Linked DNA regions of Mus musculus: regions 1 and 2 are each linked to region 3. A link is a contact called in public promoter capture Hi-C data. All regions are on one chromosome and are shown on one strand. Each heading gives the region's core, a stretch centred on a gene start, on an enhancer-like site or on the middle of the called end of the contact. The rest is flanking DNA. Distances are from core to core; before and after follow the strand shown. Region 1 holds the start of Aif1l (allograft inflammatory factor 1-like). Region 2 holds the start of Ptges2 (prostaglandin E synthase 2). Region 3 holds the start of Urm1 (ubiquitin related modifier 1).

Evidence for each region. Capture Hi-C pulls out chosen DNA fragments and counts their contacts.
Region 1: a contact with region 3 is called in a promoter capture Hi-C map of pancreatic islet. The contact joins the promoter of Aif1l here to the promoter of Urm1 in region 3. A contact is called at or near these places in 1 of 39 promoter capture datasets (liver) and 1 of 9 other capture datasets (pancreatic islet).
Region 2: a contact with region 3 is called in a promoter capture Hi-C map of pancreatic islet. The contact joins the promoter of Ptges2 here to the promoter of Urm1 in region 3. A contact is called at or near these places in 2 of 39 promoter capture datasets (liver and pre-B cells) and 2 of 9 other capture datasets (liver and pancreatic islet).

The regions. Positions count from the first base shown.
Region 1 is chr2:31,949,020-31,951,720 of GRCm38.p6, forward strand. Aif1l (allograft inflammatory factor 1-like) reads left to right here and starts at 1,284. Exons shown (of 6, transcript NM_145144.1): 1 at 1,284-1,362; 2 at 1,510-1,571. The coding sequence starts at 1,332. It overlaps Lamc3 (laminin gamma 3), which reads left to right. Exons shown (of 28, transcript NM_011836.4): 28 at 1-64.
Region 2 is chr2:32,394,473-32,397,172 of GRCm38.p6, forward strand. Ptges2 (prostaglandin E synthase 2) reads left to right here and starts at 1,418. Exons shown (of 7, transcript NM_133783.2): 1 at 1,418-2,078. The coding sequence starts at 1,803.
Region 3 is chr2:29,826,130-29,828,829 of GRCm38.p6, forward strand. Urm1 (ubiquitin related modifier 1) reads left to right here and starts at 1,260. Exons shown (of 5, transcript NM_026615.4): 1 at 1,260-1,306. The coding sequence starts at 1,272.

The DNA.
Region 1 (2,701 bases), core at 34-2,533, 2.1 Mb after region 3:
CTGTAAGTTAACTCTTCACCCATATTCTTGTAAATAACCCTAATAAAGCTTACTGGGTCACCAAGCTGGACTTGGGTGATATCTGTAATTGGATCTCTCGTGGGTTCCTAAACTGGGGTGAGTAAACGTGTGTGTTGTATCTCCTCAGGAAAAGTTGGTCACACAACAACAGCTAACCCAGCTAGCTGGGACCATGGGCAGCCTGTGACCAGAGCAATAGGGCCCTGTTCTGAGTCCAGTTCCTGCCCGAGCTTTCAGAGGGAACACGACCATGCAGGCTTTGAACTCCCAAGCCCTTGTGGGCCTACCTTCTACAGTGCAGTCCCTGCTCCTGTTTCTCCTATTCTGCTGCTTAGGGAGCTTGTGTCAAGTGCCCAGCTTCAGATGAATGAATGAATGCATAGTGGGAGGAACCTAAGAGCAGGAGCCCTGCCTCGCAAGCATCTTTCCTCCCATTAGCCCCATAGCATTCTATCTGGACCACTGGACTCCCCTGTGTGAGCTTGGCTACCCGTCCCCACAGTCAGCTGGTCCCAGGATCCCAATCTAAGGAGTGTAGACTTGAAATAAGTCAGGGGAACAGGGATTCCTGGATCCCATGGTTAGGGCAATCCTGATCTGTGCCTGTGTCCACAATGTAACAATGGAGGGAGACCCTGTCTCTAGAAAGGGTCTCTAGTCTGTTCAGGTTGGACACTGGAATTCATGATCTCTTTCTTTACAAGTTCCTAGTTCTTGCATGCCCACCCTGGCTTCTCCTCAAGTCACAGGCTGCTTCTTTACCACCCTAGAGGACTCGTGTCCCAGCTTCAGCTTCCAGACTTTTCTATCTAGTAGGCATACCGGTACTACTTTGTAGTTAGGGGAAATGACACACAAAGACCAAGTGTCAGGTACACCGTATTTGCACCAACACACGTATTTATCTAAAATATCGGTGTTATCGTGGCACTGCCGGGCAAAGGTGACAGTGAGGTGACAGCCTCTATTGGCACTTGATCTTCACAACCAGCTCTGCAAAGTTCTTAGTGAGATGTGATATTGTCTCTTCTGGTGATGGGGAAAGAGGGCGTTCCCATCTTGCATTTTCCGCGTCCTCCAGCAGAGGGGCGGCGGCGGGCTAAGCGTCCGGCTAAACAGCGGGCTTTGATGCCCCGGGTGCGCGCGGCAGCGGGGAGGGGGGCAGGAGGCGGGCCGCCGGAGGGGCGGGGTGTGTCCGGCCGCGAGGTCCCTCCGCCCCTGGGTCCCGTCGCCACACGCTGCCGAAGGTCTGGACCAGACGACTTTTCCTCCCTGTTGTCCCTGGCCTTGTCCGGAGTCGGGCTCATACCATGTCGGTCGCACTCAGCAACAGGTTCCAAGGTAGGCGCCTGCTGTCCCCGCGCTATCCCGCGCCGGACGTCCCTGGGTCGCCACCTGTGTGCGCTGTGCGGCGCGCGCGGGAACTCGGAGGGGGCGCGTGGCCCGGTTGGTACCCTAGCTTCCCCGCCGACTCTTTGTCTCCCGCAGGAGGGAAGGCGTTCGGTTTGCTCAAAGCCCGGCAGGAGAAGAGGCTCGAGGAGATCAATCGGGTAAGCCGCGTCACTGTGTGGGACAGCGTGTGGGTCCCATGTGCCGCACTGTGCCACCCCTTCCCCCCAGACAAAATCAGCCCCTTCCTCCCCTACCCCTGGCCTTCTGCAATTGCATCCCTGGCCCCTGCTGTGTGGCCTCCAACTCCAGGTAAGTCCATTCCACCCCTTAGTTCTCTGCCTGGCGTCTCCAGTTGCAAGTTGTAACTCTCGACCAGGGAGGTGGGGCGGGTGAGGGAGCCGGCTGGGGACCACCTAAGGGGTTTGGCGCCAGGAGAGACCCCAGGGCCAGTGCTGTCTCCATAGACCCGCAGAACTTAACACTAGGAGCTGGCTAATGCTGGCATTTCCTTGTTGCCTCCCACCTCCAACTCTAACACACAGCTCTTTGCACCAGCTTTTAGAAAAGTTGCCCAAGGGACTGTTTTTTTCTTCTATGCTGGTCCTGGTCCTGGGGAAGTTCTAGAAAGAAATCCTTCCGCTGCTGCCAGAGACACAATAGCAGCTCCGTACGTTTGCTACTGAGCGTGTAGATCCCAGGAGATAAGAAACGGTGTCAGGGCCTCCTGGATTGGCAAAGCACAGAGGTGGCACAGCCTGAGGCTTTAGGGTTCCCAGGATCTGTGTTCAGATGTGACTGGTGTCTCAGTAAGAGCTTCTCGCTTCCTGCAGGGTCACTTTGTGGGCTCAGGAAAGTAAGGAGCCTACATCTTCTGGGGTCCAGCGCTAGGGAGACAGCCCGCGAAGTTAGTTTCTCTCTCTCTCTCTCTCTCTCTCTCTCTCTCTCTCTCTCTCTCTCTCTCTTTCTCTCTCTCTCTTTTCCTCTACAGTGGAGACTGAACTTAAGATTTTCTCCATGCTAGACACTCTACCCTAGAGTTATTAGTACATTGGGGCTGAGGTATGCCAATTGATATAAGGGGAGGCATTTCTTCTTATTTGCCCCTTTGGTCCCTGGACACCCAGAGTGACAAACTCCAGGCCCCTGTCGAGGAGCTAGCTGGTAGGGTTAGCACACTAGAGGTAACTGGAGGTCGTTGGAGATGCCAGGGCTGTGGTCCTGTTGAAGTGTTTCGACCTAATTCCTTTATTTCCATGGACTGTCTAGACCCAGATAGGTGTCTCTTCCC
Region 2 (2,700 bases), core at 168-2,667, 2.6 Mb after region 3:
GTAACAGTGTACCCATTCCATTCTCTCTCTCTCTCTCTCTTTTTTTCTTCTTCTTTTTTTGAGACAGGGTTTCTCTGTTTACCCCTGGCTGTTCTGGAACTCACTCTGTAGACCAAGCTGGCCTCGAACTCAGAAATCCACCTGTCTCTGCCTCCCAAGTGCTGGGATTAAGGGCGTGCACCACCATGCCTGGCACCCATTCCATTCTTTTTTTTTTTTTTTTTTTTTTTTTCGAGACAGGGTTTCTCTATATAGCTCTGGCTGTCCTGGAACTCACTTTGTAGACCAGGCTGGCCTCGAACTCAGAAATCTGCCTGCCTCTGCCTCCCAAGTGCTGGGATTAAAGGCGTGTGCCACCACGCCCGGCACCCATTCCATTCTTGCAAACTGATCTAATCATTTCCTAAATGACTCAATTATTATTATGATCACTCCACTCCTTAGTTTCAGTTTATAGATTTTGAGGGCCACAGATATCCTAATGTGGTTACATTGGGGATAGTTTTCCCTGGCCACGAGGGAAAACCGTCCTTATTTGCTGGGTCCTTGGTTGAAGCACACTAGGATCAGAAGTCATAGGGAGACAGGAGACGTAGGTGAGGAGGGGAGGTGAACTTATCAGAAACCGAGAAGTGTGACAGGCAGTGGGGCCTCTCAGCCCAGGCTGCAGCGCCACCTTTCTGAAGTTTTGTTCAGTTTGGGGGCTTCAACAGCCTCATTTTCCCCAACAGTATAATAAGATTGGTAGGTACTGTTCTCTAGTACAGGTTTCAGGCATTTGTTCCAGGATGCCGTTCTGGCTAGCCCCAGGACTGTTCCGGGACAACTCCTGCCCTACTTAGAAGGCTGTGTTTGAGCTGGAATCCTCCGTGCCTTTTAAGCCCATTTTTCTCTTCCCAGCTAGGTTTTCACAGAAAAATACGTTGGGGCCACCTAGCCTTTTTCGCTCTCCTAGGCCTGCATGCGCAGGTTCCAGATGCGTCTGGGTATTGTGGGCTCTGGCGCTGCCAGGCCCGGGAGAAAGCGAAGGCGGTGGATCGTACCCAGATCAGACTCTGGAACAGCCATTCCCCTACAACTCCATACCCGCTCGCCAAGGAACCCCACCTCTCCCTCTCGATTCCACGCCCACTATAAGGCCCCGCCCTCTTTCGGCTTCGGGGCGGGGTCAAGTCAGGGCTGTCCGCGGAGAAGCCTAGGCAGTGGAGGTCGGGCGCTCCGTTAAGACAAGTAAATTCGCAAAGGCCTGGGGTGTCCTGGGAACCTTCGCTCATTCCCATTCAGGCCTGAGAGGTCTTCGGGCTGCCAAGCCGGCCACTTAGCGTGGGCCATTTCCGCGACACGTGGTTTCCAAGGCCCCCCGCTGGATTTGAGAAAAGTTTATGGTTCGCATCATAGCAGCAGAGTACAGCATTGCGGGAGGGCAGAGAGAGTCTGAGACAATGCAGCCACCCACTGGAGACCGCGTCGGACCTTTTCTGGGGAGTGAATGGGTCGGAAGACCAATGTTCTCCCTGCCATCGTAGATGCACGATGTGGAAACGCCCGACCACGAGTTACAGGTCATCATTGTACCCTCAGAAGACAGCGACGCCAAGCCACTTCCTAAGCCCCTGGGGTGTGCTTCTGCCTCTCAGACAGGCATGCGCTCTCAGATCCCTCAAGGACTCTGGTCCTACTTGGCGTCATCGTTACCCTAGGCAACACGCAGGCCCGGTACTGTCCCTTTAAGGAATCCTAGAGCCGCCCTGGTTGGGCCATTTTGGTTTTGCGCGCTCGCCCGCAGCGCCGGCAGAGCGAACATGGCCCAGGCGGCGCGCCTTTCGTGGGTGCTTGTCTCTAGCCGGTGCGCCCTGACTGAGGGGCTGCTCACACGACCCTGGCAGCCGCTCTCGGCACAGAGCCGGGCTGGCTTCACCAGGGTGGCTGCCGGAAGCCGGGGCGCCGCGGTCCGCAAGGGGAGCCCGCGGTTGCTGGGGGCGGCGGCGCTGGCCCTGGGCGGCGCGCTGGGGCTGTACCACACCGTGCGGTGGCACCAGCGTTCCCAGGACCTCCGCGCGGAGCGCTCGGCTGCGCAGGTAAGACTTGGCTGGCACGGACTGCTGACGGGGAGCCGGGATTAGCCCCGAACTGCTGAGAAGCCGCAGGGTCAGGAGAGGCCTCTTTCGCCCGCTTGTGACCTTGGGCGAGTGTCTTGGCCTTAAGAGTGCGAGGAGGGTGGTGCTATCGCCCACGACTTAGAGCTGTATGTATCGCATGCCATGGTCTGTATTGTGATTTAGGGGCGTGTGTGTGGCACCGGGAGTAATCTTTATGGAACGAGTGACCCTGACTTCAGACTCAGAACTGGAGGCGTGCTCCAGCCCACCGTGGCTCGGCAGCCCTGTAGACCTTTCATGAGTTGCAGTCTTTAGCCCTTCTCCGCCCTGCCTCCCATGCTCCTTTCCTGCACCCAGGAACTGGAACTGGCGCGGAGTCCCTGCGGTTCACTGCTCTCTTCTCTGCCCAACCGATTTCCATCTGAAGACTGAGGGGAGGGGGGCTGCAATTGTAGCAAGCTCACCTGAAGGCTTCCCTGCAGAGGAGCTAAATGCAGCCTCCTCCCTCTTCGTTTGGAGATCTGAGGTAGATCTCACTTCTGGCCAGTGCTGCCTGGCCAGTTGGTCAGCTCTGCCAGTTACTCAGAAAGAGTTGGAGAAG
Region 3 (2,700 bases), core at 10-2,509:
CTCTGCCTCCCAAGTGCTGGGATTTAAGGCATGTGCCACCACCATCCGGTTCAGTGTACTGGTTTTTGCCTGAATATATGTAACTGGAACTGGAGTTAAAGTTGAGGACTGCCATGTGGGTGCTGGGAACCAACCCTGGGTTCTCTAGAATAGTAGCTAGTGCTATTAACCTCTGGGCCATCTCTGTAGTCCACTATTTTATGTATTGAGGCAGGGTCTTTCTGGAACTCAGAGCTTGCTCATTGGCTAGTGTAGGTTGCCAGCTTGCCCTGAGGAAGCCATCGTCACCTCCCTAGCTCTGGTATTGCCATGCTAACCATCATTTCACTTGGGTTGGGGATCTTATCTTTGATCTTTACACTTGCCCAGCAAGTACTTTATCAGATGAGCCATCTCCACAGCCCTAGCGTTTTTTTCACAAATCTCTATAATTCTAATTTTCTAACATCGGAAAATTTATTTCAGTTTAGGATTTCACATTTATTAGCATGGTTTGTACATTTGATTACGGCTGTCTCCCCGTCTCCCTGCTACACGGAGAGACCTAGAGACAAGAACTTCAGTTACAGCCGTTATTACTGACTCTCCACAGGACCAATCTGCCAGACACATTGTTAACTCAGTAACCGTGGAGTAGAAGACATACAATTCATCATCTGACACAGATGTTTGCATAGTAAGATGGCAGCTCCGGAGAGAGACAACAGGGTCAGAAACAAGAATTTGGAGTTACCTCGTTTTACTCCCTTAAGCGATGTTAGCTGGGTTGACAGGGTTCTTGTTTGTGGGTTCTTTGTTGTTTTTGGTTTTGTTTTGTTTTTGAACCCTGGGTGTCCTGTAATTCCCTACGTAGATCAGGCTGGCCTGGCACTCACATAATCCACCGTCTCTGCCTTTCTGAGGGCTAGGATTAACGGCGTGTGCCACCATGCGTGGCTTAAAAACAGATTTGTAGCCAATGAAAGATCAACAGTACGTGGCTCACAATCATGTCATCGGATGCTGATGAATTTCCCCTTAGACGTCTTTCTTCAGGAAGTCCCTTCCTGCTCGGTTTTTTTTTTTTTTTTTTTGGCCAGGTCCGCAAATAATGTAGACAATCAATTCCGCAGCCCACTGAGCGGGTGCCTTCGTCCAATAGCTGAGCAGTAACGAACGGATTTCGCCCCACCCCGTACCGCCTCTTCCGTTTACGCTTCCTGGTGGCGACCGGAAATAAACGGGCGCTCCGGAAGTTAAAGGGCGTGTCCTGCTAGTTTGGTTTCCTAAACATGGCGGCGCCCTTATGTGTGAAGGTGGAGTTCGGGTGAGTGAGATCTGGGGCGCCTTGGGGATGGAGCGAAGCCATAAGGCTCGGAATTCCGGACCTCTCTTGGCCTGCCGAGGCTGTGTCGCCCTCCGAGAGCCGGGATAATCCCCTGGCCTCTGACTGACGCGGTCTCTGTGGGTGACGAGGCCGTGAGTCCGAGAGTTGAGGCGCACACACGGGTAGGGAGATGCGTTTGGAATCCTTCGCCTTGCTCTGTATCATGTAGGACTGGGAGGCATTGACAGTGAGCAGGCGGTCTTCCGGCATGTTTCACCCGTGCCATTCCGAGCCCGACTCGCCTTGTCTGGTTTTTGAGCTTCTAAGGGGAGCGCACGAGTAGAGACGAACCCTGCTGAATAATCTCAGTTCTGTCTTCCCGCCTAGTGCCTTCCTAGGGGAAGTCTTGGCCAAGACAGGACCTTCCTCTTTCTCAAACCTTGTGTGTGTGTGTGTGTGTGTGTGTGTTTTCGAGACAGGGGTCCTCTCTGTTTGGCTGTCCTGGAACTCACTCTGTAGATCAGGCTGACCTCGAACACAGAAATCCGCCTGTCTCTGCCTCCCAAGTCCTGGGATTAAAGGCGTGGGCCACCACCGCCCGGCATACCTTGGAGTTTTAATTAGATTTTAATCTTTTGCAAAGTAGTTTGGTAAGTGTCTTCTGCAGAGTCCAGAGGAGCTACCGGGGTAAATAAGCTGCCACGGAGGGAGTGACTAACATTGGTAGTATATTATCCTTACTGTGAAAAGGTTCAGAATCCGGGTACACATCACTACTTGAAGGAACACGGGGAAAAGTGAAGATTGTCTCAAATCACCATTGTGTTCTTCCAACACACAGAATGCTTGTCATGGTTTCAAAACCTGCAGAAGACAGACTTCTTCGGAAGCTGAGAACAAAGAACTGAGGCTTCTAGAGATGGGTGGTTGGTTTCTAGAATCTTATGGAAAAGCTAGGGGTGTGTGTGTGTTTGTGTGTGTGTGTGTAGATGAAGAAGCCAAGGTTGAAGTGAAGGGAAACTCAAGGGTAGAGAGAGATGTAAAATTCCTTCCAAATGCCTTTCTTCGCCTTGGATGCCCCCCATTCCTTTCATGTTGTCCCTTCACTAGGCAGTTCATTCACCAGTCATTTATTGAGTGCCTACCATGTGCCAGGCAGTGAGCCAGACACCAAGGATACAAAGATAAATAGCACTCTGTCTAGTCCCTGCAGTGTTCAGCATTTCTGTCCCTTGGAAGGGAGTAGTCTCATGAATGTTAAGTGCAGTTTAATTGATGATATTGTCTTGCTGCTTGGATCCAATTAGGTTGGTCTGGCTTCCTGACTGCTTTACCTCTTCGAACCTTAGCCCAGCTAACACGGTATCCTCCCACCTCCCAAACTGGGCTATGAG